Linked DNA regions of Mus musculus: all the other regions are linked to region 3. The links are chromatin contacts, called in public HiChIP or PLAC-seq maps. All regions are on one chromosome and are shown on one strand. The core of a region is the stretch at or near the end of the contact, and the rest is flanking DNA. Distances in the headings are between cores, read along the strand shown. Region 1 holds the start of F630111L10Rik (RIKEN cDNA F630111L10 gene). Region 2 holds the start of Eif2a (eukaryotic translation initiation factor 2A). Region 3 has its middle 19 kb from the start of Mbnl1.

What was found. HiChIP or PLAC-seq counts read pairs in DNA pulled down with a chosen protein or histone mark.
Region 1: an H3K4me3 HiChIP or PLAC-seq map of bone marrow-derived macrophages shows a contact between it and region 3, with 6 times the contacts expected there. The contact joins the promoter of F630111L10Rik here to the enhancer-like site in region 3. A contact is called at or near these places in 6 of 39 promoter capture datasets (the 3T3-L1 cell line, the C10 cell line, the HPC-7 cell line and 2 more) and 2 of 115 datasets of contacts at active chromatin or transcription factors (the 230-238 cell line and bone marrow-derived macrophages).
Region 2: a contact with region 3 is called in an H3K4me3 HiChIP or PLAC-seq map of pro-B cells, with 5 times the contacts expected there. The contact joins the promoter of Eif2a here to the enhancer-like site in region 3. A contact is called at or near these places in 4 of 39 promoter capture datasets (the C10 cell line, the HPC-7 cell line, liver and 1 more) and 4 of 115 datasets of contacts at active chromatin or transcription factors (large pre-B cells, pro-B cells, regulatory T cell precursor and 1 more).

What each region holds. Positions count from the first base shown.
Region 1 is chr3:59,151,749-59,156,099 of GRCm38.p6, forward strand. It overlaps F630111L10Rik (RIKEN cDNA F630111L10 gene), which reads right to left and starts at 1,880. Exons shown (of 1, transcript NR_045641.1): 1 at 1-1,880. The region is part of intron 15 of Med12l (mediator complex subunit 12-like); the gene reads left to right. It also overlaps a transcript of P2ry14 not described here.
Region 2 is chr3:58,523,691-58,527,702 of GRCm38.p6, forward strand. Eif2a (eukaryotic translation initiation factor 2A) reads left to right here and starts at 2,131. Exons shown (of 14, transcript NM_001005509.2): 1 at 2,131-2,396. The coding sequence starts at 2,369. Serp1 (stress-associated endoplasmic reticulum protein 1) reads right to left here and starts at 2,194. Exons shown (of 3, transcript NM_030685.3): 1 at 1,720-2,194; 2 at 1,393-1,468; 3 at 1-178. The coding sequence starts at 1,803. The coding sequence ends at 138.
Region 3 is chr3:60,480,362-60,484,818 of GRCm38.p6, forward strand. It overlaps a transcript of Mbnl1 not described here. Among named protein-coding and RNA genes, the nearest start is that of Mbnl1, 19 kb to the right of the region's middle. Within about 2 kb of position 1,555, at least 97 of the 459 cell types and tissues checked have an H3K27ac peak or open chromatin away from gene starts, as enhancers often do. A contact at or near this core is called in the 230-238 cell line, bone marrow-derived macrophages, pre-B cells and 3 more, where this site is marked.

The DNA.
Region 1 (4,351 bases), core at 630-3,129, 1.3 Mb before region 3:
TCATATATTAGGCTGTTAATGACTTCACAGATATTATCTGGATTAATGCTTTGTGGCATTGAAAACCGGCATGAGGTTTAGGGAGCTTGGTGGATCAGGTACTCAGGATGTTACTTAGTACCTAGTACTTAGTACCTTGTGGTACTAACATTAACTATTTGTCCCTTTTTACGACTACTTTGAGAGATGTTTCTCCTTACTACTGTGTCCTCGCTATGATGATAATTTTTTTGAAAGTTGTCAGTGATAATTTAGTGAAAAAAACAAAACATCCTAAAAATACATGACTAAGGGTGGATGGAGGAGCGTGGGAGGGCGTGGTGACCCGTGGATAACTGGTAGATTATGAGGCAGAACAGGAAGCAAGTGAAGCCATCGCAGGGTAAAGCAGATTGAAATCGTTTGTCTGTGGGCACCAGCGGCAGGGCCGGCCTCATAGCATGCAGGGGATTTAGATCCTGATAGGGTCAGCTCTGTTGCCTTCAGGTAGCCGCTCAGGGCTTCGGGTCCTGCTTCCTCCTCTTGCTGCTGCTACAGGGCAGCAAATGGTAGCTCACTTCCCACAGGCTGCCCGATTCCCCTGACTGAAGCTCTGAGCAGCTTGGTGTTTCCTCTCTTCTTCTTTGGGTTTAACAGGTATAACCATGTGTGCTATATGTACATCTACACATGTGAAACTGTACACGTGTGCTTGTATGTATTTATAAGTTTTATTAAAGTATAAGGTTTTATGTGTTTATAGAACTTAAAATGTTACTTTGATATTTCAAGTTAGGATTTAGATGATTTAGTCTTGAAATGTATTTTTGATTTTGTATATTTAAAAAAAGATAAACGTGTAAGTTGTTTTTTTTTACTCTTATTTCCTCCATAGGATTAAATTTCCTAAAACAAAACAAGCAAAAACCAACCAACCAACCAACCAACCAAAAAAAAGAAAAAAAAAAAAAAACCTTCCAAAAACTCAGCAGTAAACAAAACAATCTAGGTGGCTTGCATGGGCTCACTGAGTGCACTGACACTAGATCCATGCTCCGCCCTACGTGTTGAATTGAAACTAGTTCAAGCATTTTAAGGAGTTTAACTGATTATTTATAAACTAAGTTTCTAATGAATGTAAATTTTTGCTATGTATAGGATATGAAGATATATGGTTTTTAAGCTTCCTTAAGAATAAATACAAATTTTATTAGATGCAATTAGGATTAACTTTCCCAGCAAGACCAAGCTAAAAGCTCCTCTCTGTGTAACTATGCGTTCAAACAGACACAGTTTTGTTATATGTGTATGTGTGCAGTGGCAGAAAAGGAGAAACTATTCGTACGTAATGAGAAATTTTGAAAGAAGAAATACGGCAGTGAACTTACTTTTGAGAACCATCTCTGTGTCCTTTCACACGGTAGAAATGTCCAAGATGGACACTTGTGAAAGTTTCTTTTGAATTACTACAGACACGTTAAACCCAGCTGGGAGCCCCAAATAATCAATTAGAGCACTTAAGGTTTGGACCCCCAAATTGCCATCGACAAATACTTAACGTGCCAAACAATTGCCATTTTTAAACACAAACTGACTCTACTGGTAAAACATGAAGATTGCCCAGTGTAACCCAGTTCAGACCTAACCCTTCCATCCACACACCCAGGTTATTTCATGAAGAATCTCCTTACCTGCTTATGGCTCCTGTAGTGCACGTCAGACTACACTCATGTTGGAATATGTCTCAGTGTAGGTTCCAGAGGACACTTAAGCCGAGTTCTTCCTCATCTTCAAGAAGAGAAGAAAAATCAGGAACTTGACAGAAGCCACGAGATAATGGGTTGGCTGGGCACTGCATCTGAGCAGTTAGAATGCAGTCAAGGCTAGAAAGTGGAAGCAGGGCATGGCTAGATGTTTTGATCTGCGTGAGTGTCAGGCTGTCCTCCGCTGGTTCCCTCCATGAGTCATACAAACAGCAGCCTGACCAAATCTCCCTGCCCTCCCCCACATCATCTTTTTCTTCTCCCTACTTTTTCCTTTGCTTCCTTATCACTCACAGGGATTTTCCTCTGTAAACCTCACCATTGACAGTTCAATGCAGTAAGCAATGGGGAACAAGAAGAGCCACACACTTTCCTAAGAGGAGATTATTAGTGATAGAGAACAGCAGGTTCAGGAGTGTGGCGGTATTAGAGCTACCTAGGAATTTGAGTTAGCACTTGGGTAGTGAATTTTGGCATAAGGGCTGTTGTTGGTCTCTTTTTTCCACATTTAAAAAAAATATTTAATTATTGCTGGCAAGTAGCTCATAAGTATAGATGAACACATCACTTGTTAAAATTTTGGTAAGTTTGTATTGTTCATGCTATAACTCATATTTTAAGTTCATTCCAGCTTCTGTAGTGATAGTTTTTAAAGTTCTATATCCTTCCCACTGCACTGCATACAGCAGCCTTTGTGTTCATGGCAGGACTGATTCCTGAACTCCCTTGGCGTGATAACAAAATCCGCAGCTGCTCTCGTCATCTGGAGATTTACACTTATAGGAAGTCATTTATAAAAAGTGATATATTCGCATTTAACCTATACTTATTCTTCCATAAGTGCCTTAAATCATCTCTAGATTTCTCATAATACTTAACATAAATGTATAATGATATAACAATACATGGTATAGAACATATGGAAATGACTCAAAGGTAACTAATACTGTTCTAAAAAGTTCTTTGTGGAGTTCTTGTATTTCCATCCTTTTCCTTTGACCACCCCCCTCTTCCATTCATGCTGAGTGAAGGGAGCAGGAAAAAGAAACCCCAACAGTGGATGGGGCTCCAAGAGAGAGATAACCAAAGGCTCCTACATTTCCTATGTGCTCACTCAGGTTCTGTTGCCTAAATTAAGCTCTAAGAGCTTATGTTTACAATTGATTTTTGCCTTAACATTTTAACCTAGGCGTTTACAGTTACGTCACCTGCACAGAAAGCACTGTTTCGATTCACTGTACTTACTAAGCAGTAGGCAGTGTTCTGGACACTGAGAATGGAAAAGCAACCAGGACACACATATTTTTTTCCTTAAGAAGTATAGATTTTTATTTTGTGTATCATGTGCAAGCCTAATCACTACACATCTTATGACTTGGGCATTTGTGACCAGAGCTAGTTGAGGGAAGCTCATTACTTGGCTCTGATAGAAAGAGAGAGAGAGAGAGAGAGAGAGAGAGAGAGAGAGAGAGAGAGAGAGAGAGAGAGAGAGAGAGAGAGATATCTTATAATCAGCTGCATTGAAGTTACTACCAGGGAACATTGCAGAGTCTCCCACATGTAAGCATTTTGTGGTTAAAAGGGTGATTTGACATTAATGGTCTCCAGGCAACAGCTCTCCAGATGTCCCTGGTTTATTGCGTGAGATGCTGCTTACTGCAATGGTCTGATGAGCACCCACTTACATTCTGGTACCCGTGTGCCTTCCTGACCTTCCTCTGGAGTGTTCCTCATACCTGATAAAGAGTGCAGTGGGGAAGGGCATTGTGTTTTTTTTTTTTTTTTTTTTTTTTAGATTTATTTATTTATTATATGTAAGTACACTGTAGTTGTCTTCAGACACTCCAGAAGAGGGCATCAGATCTTGTTACAGATGGTTGTGAGCCACCATGTGGTTGCTGGGATTTGAACTCTGGACCTTCGGAAGAGCAGTCGGGTGCTCTTACCCACTGAGCCATCTCACCAGCCCTGGCATTGTGTTTTCTTTGAACTGGAGCTATTTAGTTTTCCCTGTCATTCGCAGCAAAAATGAGGGGTAGATCCTTGGAAGCAAGGGAGTCGAGTGGAGTGCAGGCATTCTATACATGGGGTCCGCCTCCTCACAGAGCTTGCGAGTTTCCCTCTCTGCCTCCTGTTTCCTTGAGCCAGAGGAATTGAGAACACTGAGTTCTTTCTGCATACACTACTCTAAGCTCTTAGTGTTTTACTAGCAACCCTCTACAGCTCTTCCATCCCTCACCCAGTTTCACAGCTCCTAGAATTAGTATTTGAATCACAGCATCCTGGAGTCCATGTTCTGGCCTTACTTTTCTACATGTCTGATTTTACTTATCAGAGTCCATTTTCAGTACTTTGCATACCCATGTCATCCTAACAGCTTGGGGGCTGGAACACCAGCCTAACTAATGCACTGTATATAGGAAAAGTATCAACTGTGAGTCGCCAGTTGATAATGTGTTGCACAGTTTTGGTGGGCGCAGTGGGACAAGGATGATAGGAAATGCGGTGCCCAGTTCCCAGAAGGAGAGGCCATATACAAGGGTTGGATCTAGGCTCAGGTACGCAAACTTATAAAAGCACTTCCTTCCTGTTGAGTCCCTTAACAGATA
Region 2 (4,012 bases), core at 881-3,380, 2.0 Mb before region 3:
ACACATGAAGGCGGATATGAAAAGTCATTCTGAGGCAGGCCGATTTACTCAATGGTTTTTAACTAGGGCATCGAACATCAGGAATGAGTTCAAGTTAAAATTCACAGGAGAATGGAAAGATCTCAAGGTCAGTCACTTCACATGCCCATCCTGATACTTTGAATAATCTGGAAAATTGCTGTGAAGAGAAAGAGCAAATATTAAAACAAGTTGAAGAAAACAGGCCTCTCAACTAAAAGTCATCTATTTACAGCAGCTGCAGACTCCAGCGTGATCGTACAGTCAGTTACAAATGCTAATCTAACTTTACGCTAATAAAAAAGTGAAGCAGGTTTATCATAATTAAACAATTCAATGCCTTGAAGTGATTATTATCTCGTGGTACTGGGGATGGGACCCGGGGAGGGCCTGATGCATGATAGGTAAATACGCTGCAGCTGAGCTTCACATCGAACTCAAATTATTTCCTTAATTGCAGCTCCTTGACTTTTACCTATAAGATGTACAAGAGATATTCCAGATGTGAAATTATTTTAGCAATAACTTGAAAGCACCAAAACAAACACGTTTTTCCTACTATTAATTTATTTCCAACATATCCTTAAAGGCCTGGTTTCCTAACACATGCACATTTCTTCATTCTCACACAGCTGAAATTCAATAATCTTTTTGTGTTACATAAACTGGTTGGCTCTTGGCCACATATCAAGAAAGCTTCCGGTTGTTAAGTTTAGAAAAAAGGCAAAGTGAAATGTTAAATGAAAATCTCAGGAACTGTAGAATGCGGCAAATAAAAGCATCTGTCTCAATAACAGCAGCTTGTCTATTAAAGCAGCAGGCAGAGCAGGAGGACAGTCTGTAATACATCCATCCGCAGGGGCAAGAGTCTATCATCTTAAAACCAGGCTGTCTTAATAACTAATCTTACCTGAAAACACTTGTCTCATACATTAAATATCCCAGCAGGTATGTTTCCTCTACAGAAAATCAATTCTTTGTACTACCCTTACTTTATATACTTAGTTTTTGACATAGAGACCTTAGGTACTGGTATCGTTCAGTCCTGTTCTAGTATCCAGATGTTCACGATGTTCGCTAAGTTTTTTGCAACACTATCGATAATAAAGTTACAATGCAAATCAGAGATATTTGGTGCTTAATTTCTTCTAAGGGATCATTAGGAAGATCTAATTTCTCTCTCTCTCTCTTTTTGATCTTCAATGAGCATAAATCAAGGTAAGAGAAATTTCTGGGGCACCACCCTCTGTGGTACAAGTTATCCAGTTCACTAGAAACAATTCTCTTAGCAGGTGGGTTGAGAACCACGCGGGTAGGTAGGACTCGCCACTCATCCACGTCATTCCAAACCGCGAGAGCCCCCCAAACACTTACCAGAGCCACAGACAACAAAAATGAAGAGGGCCAATAACCAGGGTCCTACCGACGCCTTTTCTTCGGGGGCATTTCTCTGCAAAAAGAAAAAACCCGGTTTCAAATGCAGAGAAAGCACTCTCGGATCCCGGGCTCCCAAGGCCTGCACCCCAGGCCAGGTGGCCGGCCGGCCGACTCACAGATCTCTCCCCCCACCCCAGATTCCACCGCAGCGGGAGTCCGGAGTCAGGCGGGTCTGGGGAGAACTCGCCGCGGCCCCGGCCGGGCGCGGGGCGCGGGCCTCGGCTCCCGGCCACGACATGGAGCGGGGTGCCCACTTTCCCTTACCGAGGTCTTAGCGACGTTGCCGCGCTGAGTTATGTTCTTGCTGTGCTTCTCGTTGGCCATACGGATCCTCTGCTTGGCGACCATTTTCGCAGCGCCACCTGCCCCAAGAACCTCTCGGACTCGCTCGCTCGCCGGTCCCGGGCCACCGGGAGGGAGGCTCGGCTCTGATCGCGGTGCCTACGCCGTCTACAGCCACTGGGCCGGGACGCGGAGCGCTGGAACACCGGCAGCCGCCGATCGCGGCGGTCTGAGCAGCCTTTGGGGCGGCGTGCCGGGGAGAGCGGGCCGCAGGGCCGAGAGGCAAGAGTCCAACCACCGGACAGTGCAACCGGCAACCTCGAACTAGTTCGGGTTCGGCTGCCAACGTCAGCACTGGGCAGACCCCGCCCCGCGGAAGTGTGGACTCCGCCCGCTCCGGAGAGGGAGGGCGAGCGCCGGCCGCCACCGCAGCCAGGCTCTTCCCCGCTCCGGAAAACGAGGAGCCAGAGCTGCGCGTGCGCGCTCGGGAACCAGACGTGGATTGGCCCCGAGGCTGGCGGCGCCGGAAACACCGACTCGCAGACTTTGCGCTTGGGGAGACGTGTAGAGGCCGGGTTCGGCCTTTCTTGAACTCTCACCCCAGCGCGTGGGTTTCTCTTTCCGGGACAAGATGGCGCCGTCCACACCGCTGTTGACAGGTGAGTTCCAAAAGAGCGAGAGACTCTTCCTTTACGGTGATTTCTTTCTGTGTCTTCGCGCTGGAGAATTCCTTAGCAAGCCTTGGAAGTCCGTCTTGCCTTTCCTCCTGGAAGGACCAAACTGTCTTTTAGTTTATTTGGTAATAGCATCCCAATGGGAAGTGAAGTCTCCGTCCCCAGTAGTCCCTCCTCCCAGTTATCCATCCATCGTTCTTCATCTTCCATAGGAATAGACAGGTAACAGAAAGTATTAGTTTGATGTGTGACCTGTGGTCTGCAATGCCGGGTGTTGCTTGGACCCTTCTTAATAGAAGAAACAAGACTCTTCACACCGAATTCATCTGAACTTAAGTATTATTAAAAATTATATGCTCCCTTATTGTTATGAGGTTTGTGGGAGTTGATAGGGAGCAAGACATTGCTAGTGTAGGTTAGGTTTCATGCTGAAGATGTGGCTTAAGGTGGCGACAGTGAGCAGGATAATGATAGTCTAATGTTTTCGATTGAAACAGCTGTGAGACAGTATTTAAGAAGTAGAACATGAGAAGACGCTAGGAATTTAAAGCTGACACATATTGTGGTGCTTAAACAACAACAACAAACTTGGACAACACTGGGAAAGGTGCTATACTATGTTATGGCTTGGGTATGTAAGTTTGAATAAACAAAAGATTCAAGTAGAAAAGAAGTGGGAAAGAAAAAAATCGTTGATAACAATGTAAGAAGAAAGATAGCATCATTAGGACGAATGTCTTATTTTTGAGAATTGGAAGTTATGTCCTCCTGAGACACGGCAAAGCTTTTATACTTCTGCCAGTCTAGGAATATACATTTTTAAGAGCCATGCTTATCCTGTTCAGATAGACTATCATAATTTATTCGCCAGATAGTTATGAGGTGCTAGTTGCAATCTTCTAAACACTGCCAGATAGTTGAGATTGTTTTCTTTTGTTTAGATTATTTATTTATTTATTTATGCGTCTGTATCTGAGCGTGTGCACAGGAGTACAGGCCTTAAGAGGCCCAGAAGAGGGTGTGGGCTTCCCTGGGGCTGGAGTTAGAGTTGTGAGCCTCACCTTAGATGAGTGCTGAGAACTCTATTTATTTCTTCTTAAGAGAAGCAAGTACTCTTAATGCTGAGCCATCCTCCAGCCCCCTGACACTATTTAAATGGCATAATTATGTAATTCAATAAATTGCTTCTCTGTTACTTAAAAGCTTTACTACTAAATGAATATTTGAATTCGACCTAAAAATTAGTACATTAAAAAGGGATTGAAGTTCTGCCCTTTTGAGACAGTGTGAAGTCCATCCTGTTCAGCCCAGCATACGGATCACTATAATCTTAGTGGCACTAACCTTACTGCATTGGCATCGCGGCTTATTTTGTGTTCCATCAGTACTGAGTTGTTAAAGCCCTTTAAGTTCTTCTTCAGAATTATCCTCTTCTTTCTGTTGACTTGGCAAGCTACTTCCAAGCAATTTACCACACTTTCTGCACGGGCACGGTCGCTTTCTGAGCTATTTTTCACTCTTTTTTTTATGTATCACAAAGGAAATGCTCTATTTGTTCAACTATTTTCCTTCCCTGCTAGACTGCTAAATTATGATGTTTG
Region 3 (4,457 bases), core at 305-2,804:
TCAAAATTCCAACATCCTCCTAGACCCAACCTTTCCCTTTCCACAACTCTTTCTGCTTCATCTACTATAGTGATCACTAATCAGCACCCTTTTCCCAGTTCCTCAGTTGATGGATGCCCTTACCCTTAGCTGTTTTCCACCTATCAGCAAGAATATGAACTCGGTCCAAAGCAAGTGTGGAAAGGTTCTTCTTCCACACCCTCTGCAAAGCATACCACGCTGTGGTCTTTGCTCTTGCAGCCTTCTAAGAAACTCTTCTCACTCTTGTGTGCCTGCCAGAATAGCCTGATCATTTGCAGATTACACCATATTGCTCTCTTCTCAGAAATTCTCTAAATGTTTTCCATTTTAATTAGGAAGAGATCCAATATCCTAGATGTGGCTGTGCCTTGATCTCTACATGCATGTCTTTTCTCAAACTTACTCTCCCTATCTCCTGGCCCTAGTCTTCATTTTTGCTACAGCATATTCCAAGCTCATTACTGACCCAGGTTTTCTCTCTTTTCCCCTCATACTCATTTCTCTTTCTCTAGCATACTCTTCCCGTACACTGTGACACAATAGTTTATTCATATCTCAACTCAACATGTCCCTAGGCCTTGTCTCTCCTCATTACTATCTACATATTTAATTGCAGTAGACTGCCTAGGAGCTTTCTACCACTTCTTTCTGTTTTCATTTTTTGATGTTTCCTTGAGACTGGGTCACAATATGAAGCTCAGACTGGCATACAACTGATGCTGCGCCTACCTCAGCCTCCCAACTGCCGGAAATACAGTTGCAGTGTGTGCATGCCACTGGAATCTCCTTTCCATTCCTCCCTCCATCTCCCCCTCCCTTCTTCCATGCCTCCCTCTGTCTCTCCCTCACTTCTTTGCTTCCTTCCTCTTTACTATTCTTAATAGCACATATTATTTTTGCTTTTTGCTTTTTATTTTCTTTTTCTTTTTTTATAATGAATTATTTTTCCATTTTTATTAGGTATTTAGCTCATTTACATTTCCAATGCTATACCAAAAGACCCCCATACCCATCCACCCCCACTCCCCTACCCACCCACTCCCCCTTTTTGGCCCTGGCGTTCCCCTGTACTGGGGCATATAAAGTTTATTTTGTTTTTCAAACAGAGTCTCGTTTAGGACTGTCAGACTGAAACTCACTTATGTAGACCAGGCTGGGTTCAAATTCAGAGATCCACTTGCCTCAACGTCTTAAGTGCTGAGACTAAAGAATGGACCACCATGGCTGATTTTGACCTATTTTTAAAATTCTGCTCTTTCCTGTATGTTCTTCTTAACAGACTCCAAGTTCCTTGGTTGTTTATGCTGTGCCTTTTGTTTTTAGTACATTGGCCAGTACATAATTCATGCTCAATAAGTAAATGATGGCCAAAGTCAAACATTTAACCAATTCTGAACTGCATATACAAATCAAAGACACAAAATAAAACTAGCTGGGTCTCATGGCTGCCTGAGAGAAGCCTTGGCTGTACCCCATGCAGTTGTCAGGTGGAGAAACTGTTCTTGTTGAGTCAAAGGAACTGAAACCAAACTGTGGTCCCAGAAGACAGTAAGTAGACCAAGATCTTCTTTTCTTCTCCCCTCCCTCTCTCTGTCATCCTGTGTTGGCTCTTTTCCACTAAGCTAAAAACAGACAAGTTCAAAAATGTCTGCCACTAGCATTTCAGAATCCTGAAGTGGGGGGAATACTTTGTGTTGTTTTTCCGCTGTCTTCAATTCATTCCTCCACCCTACCACCAAGAAATTCATGGGACACTCTTCTTTGACAGTTAGAGGTCATGGCTGTCCTTAAGTCTATCTCTGTCAGAACACTTTCCTAACTAAGCATGCTGTTTTGCAATACTTCCTGGACTAGTTTTGATCTTGAGGTTGGCTACCGAGCTACTCTAGGGAAACTGACTGGATGGTGTATTCAGAATATAAAATAGAAAGATATAAACACATGCCTTGGCTCTTAAGACTACCACCCTCAAAATGCTGACTAGATTATGGTGATGTACTGAACTTTTTTTGTGTGCCGTTATTTTTCAGGTGCTTTAATAGCCTCAATAATTCCGTAAAACCAGAGCTATTCAGATTTTTTATAAATAAGAAAAACATACAAACTCAGAGAGAGGATAGGTGGATAAAGTCACAAAATGTGATCATGATGTGTTTATCTCCAAGTTGCATCTACCTGTACTACTTAGTTTTTGATAAGGAAAGCAGGCCAACTTATGGCTTGGATGCAGGCAAGGATGCTCATGTTCATGGTGCAGCTCTGACTTAGAAAAAACTCAAATAGGTGAGCACTGTGCACAGACTGCAGCAATGACACACTGAAGGCTCTCTGGAGAATGACACTCTATATAATATAATTACATTATAATCACAAGGACAATTCCTGGCATCATTTAATGATATGCAGAAAAGTTTGCATCTAGATAAGGTGATCGGTTAAGACAAGATCAGGAAATTTCAAAGAATAGTCAACGAAGTGAGAAGCAACTCCAAAATTCCATGATTTAGATATGGAGCCATGTGGAGCCATTTTCACACACTGTATTCTCCTACCCAGAAAGTTGTGATGTGACACTAAATGCTGTATGAGAAGACTTTAAATCTAGTGAGAAGCTTTAATTACCATTTTTGAAATGAGTATCTCCGTGTTCTTGTGTATTAAAGCCTGTGGCTTGGGCATGGTTCTAAAGCCAGAGAGGCAGTGATAACTTAGACCAAGTTTTCACCCTCGAGGTGCCCACAGTCTAAATGGAAGAAGCAATGGATAAAATGGTAAGTAAAGCCCTTTCTGGAAGTTTCTTATGATGGTAACTATGCCCAGGCCATTGAGCAGTTATATAATGGAGACAAAGAATAAGGGCTTTTCTTTTGTGTGGTTTCTCAAGATTGCTTCTTTAGAGGGATGATATTCAAGGCAATGAGAAGGTCAAAGAAGGGTCATTGCTAGGCTCAGGGCAGGACTGAACTGAATTTGACATATCAGAATGAGGAATGTGGTTTATGTCTCAGTGTGTCATGGGAAAGAAGGGTCTTGAACTGATATTCAGAAATGGTTGAGTCATATAGATTGGAGGCCAAGAGACAAAGTTGTTCAGTGTGAGAAACCATTGGCAATGATATGCACATGTGTGAATTGGGGGCAGAAATGCACAGAGAGATCCATTATCTCTGATTAACACAGGGCAGAGAATACTGCTGTGTGAAAAGCAGAGGTAATTACTGCCCAGGTCAGAAGTTTCCTTGGAGATAAATTATTATATTAGATGAATTGCAGACAAGACAGGTTTACCTTCAGAGGTTAACTACATATTTTTGCCCTTTCATTTCTGTAATAGGTCAAGTTTGATAAAAAGTGTAAAGGGTTCAAAAATTATTTAAATTTATTAGATTAAGATTTTTGAGAAGAAACCTTTAAAGGGGTAATTGAGTATATTGCCCTAGCCATTTGAACATATGGATACAGGTATCCAGTGACAGCCATCATGATCCTTAATTTCTGTATGCAAATAAAGTAGAAAAGGCTATTTTCCAGCCTGCAGAAACAAATTCTCTGATGTGCCCTCATTTGCTCCTTCCAGAGCATCAGTGACTATTGAACCCTAGAAGTACCAGCGCACCTTTTTCATAAGTAGTTATTATAAATTTCCTCTGATTGTTAAAATTATTCCAAGAGAGTAAACAATCTAAATGGTTGTCTTTACGTCATCATTAGTTGGAGCGAACTTCTAAGGACCATGGGTTCAGAGATGTGAACTGCTGAGGAACTATTGAATACATTATTGAAAAGTATGCTCTTAGTTGGCTTGCAGCCCAATATCAGTCAGCAAGGGAGCAGAGGACAAAGGTTCAGGCTGGGGACGTCCTTGGTGGTTAAAGTCCTTGCTGTGCAAGCTGGATCTGAGCTGGAGCCCCAGAGCCAGGTATAGCAGCTCACATCTCTAATTCCAGCACTGGGCTGATGGAAACGGGAGGATTGCTGGGGCCTCACTGGACAGCCAGTCTAGCTTCCTGGCAAATTCCTGGTCAGTAGTAGACTGTGTGTAAAACCAAAATAAAACAAAAAAGGTAGGTGATACCTGAAGAAGAATCCTGAGGTGGATTTCTGTCTTCCATAGTCATGCACATGAAACTATGTCTATATATCCTCACATGTATCCACATCACAGATGCATGCACACATAGAAATACACACACACACACACACACACACACACACACATACACACACACACACACACACACACACACACACACACACACACTGTCTTCCTCTCATACTCTAAAAGTTAACGGCATGAAATATGAATCTTTCTATTCCTGGTTTAAGTTAAAACCTGGCAATAAAATTTTACTAGCTGGTCTTGAACAAAAGTATGTGCTGGAAGACTGACCATGGCTGAACTAGGAAGTTTTTCTTTAGGCAGACAGACTAGCATA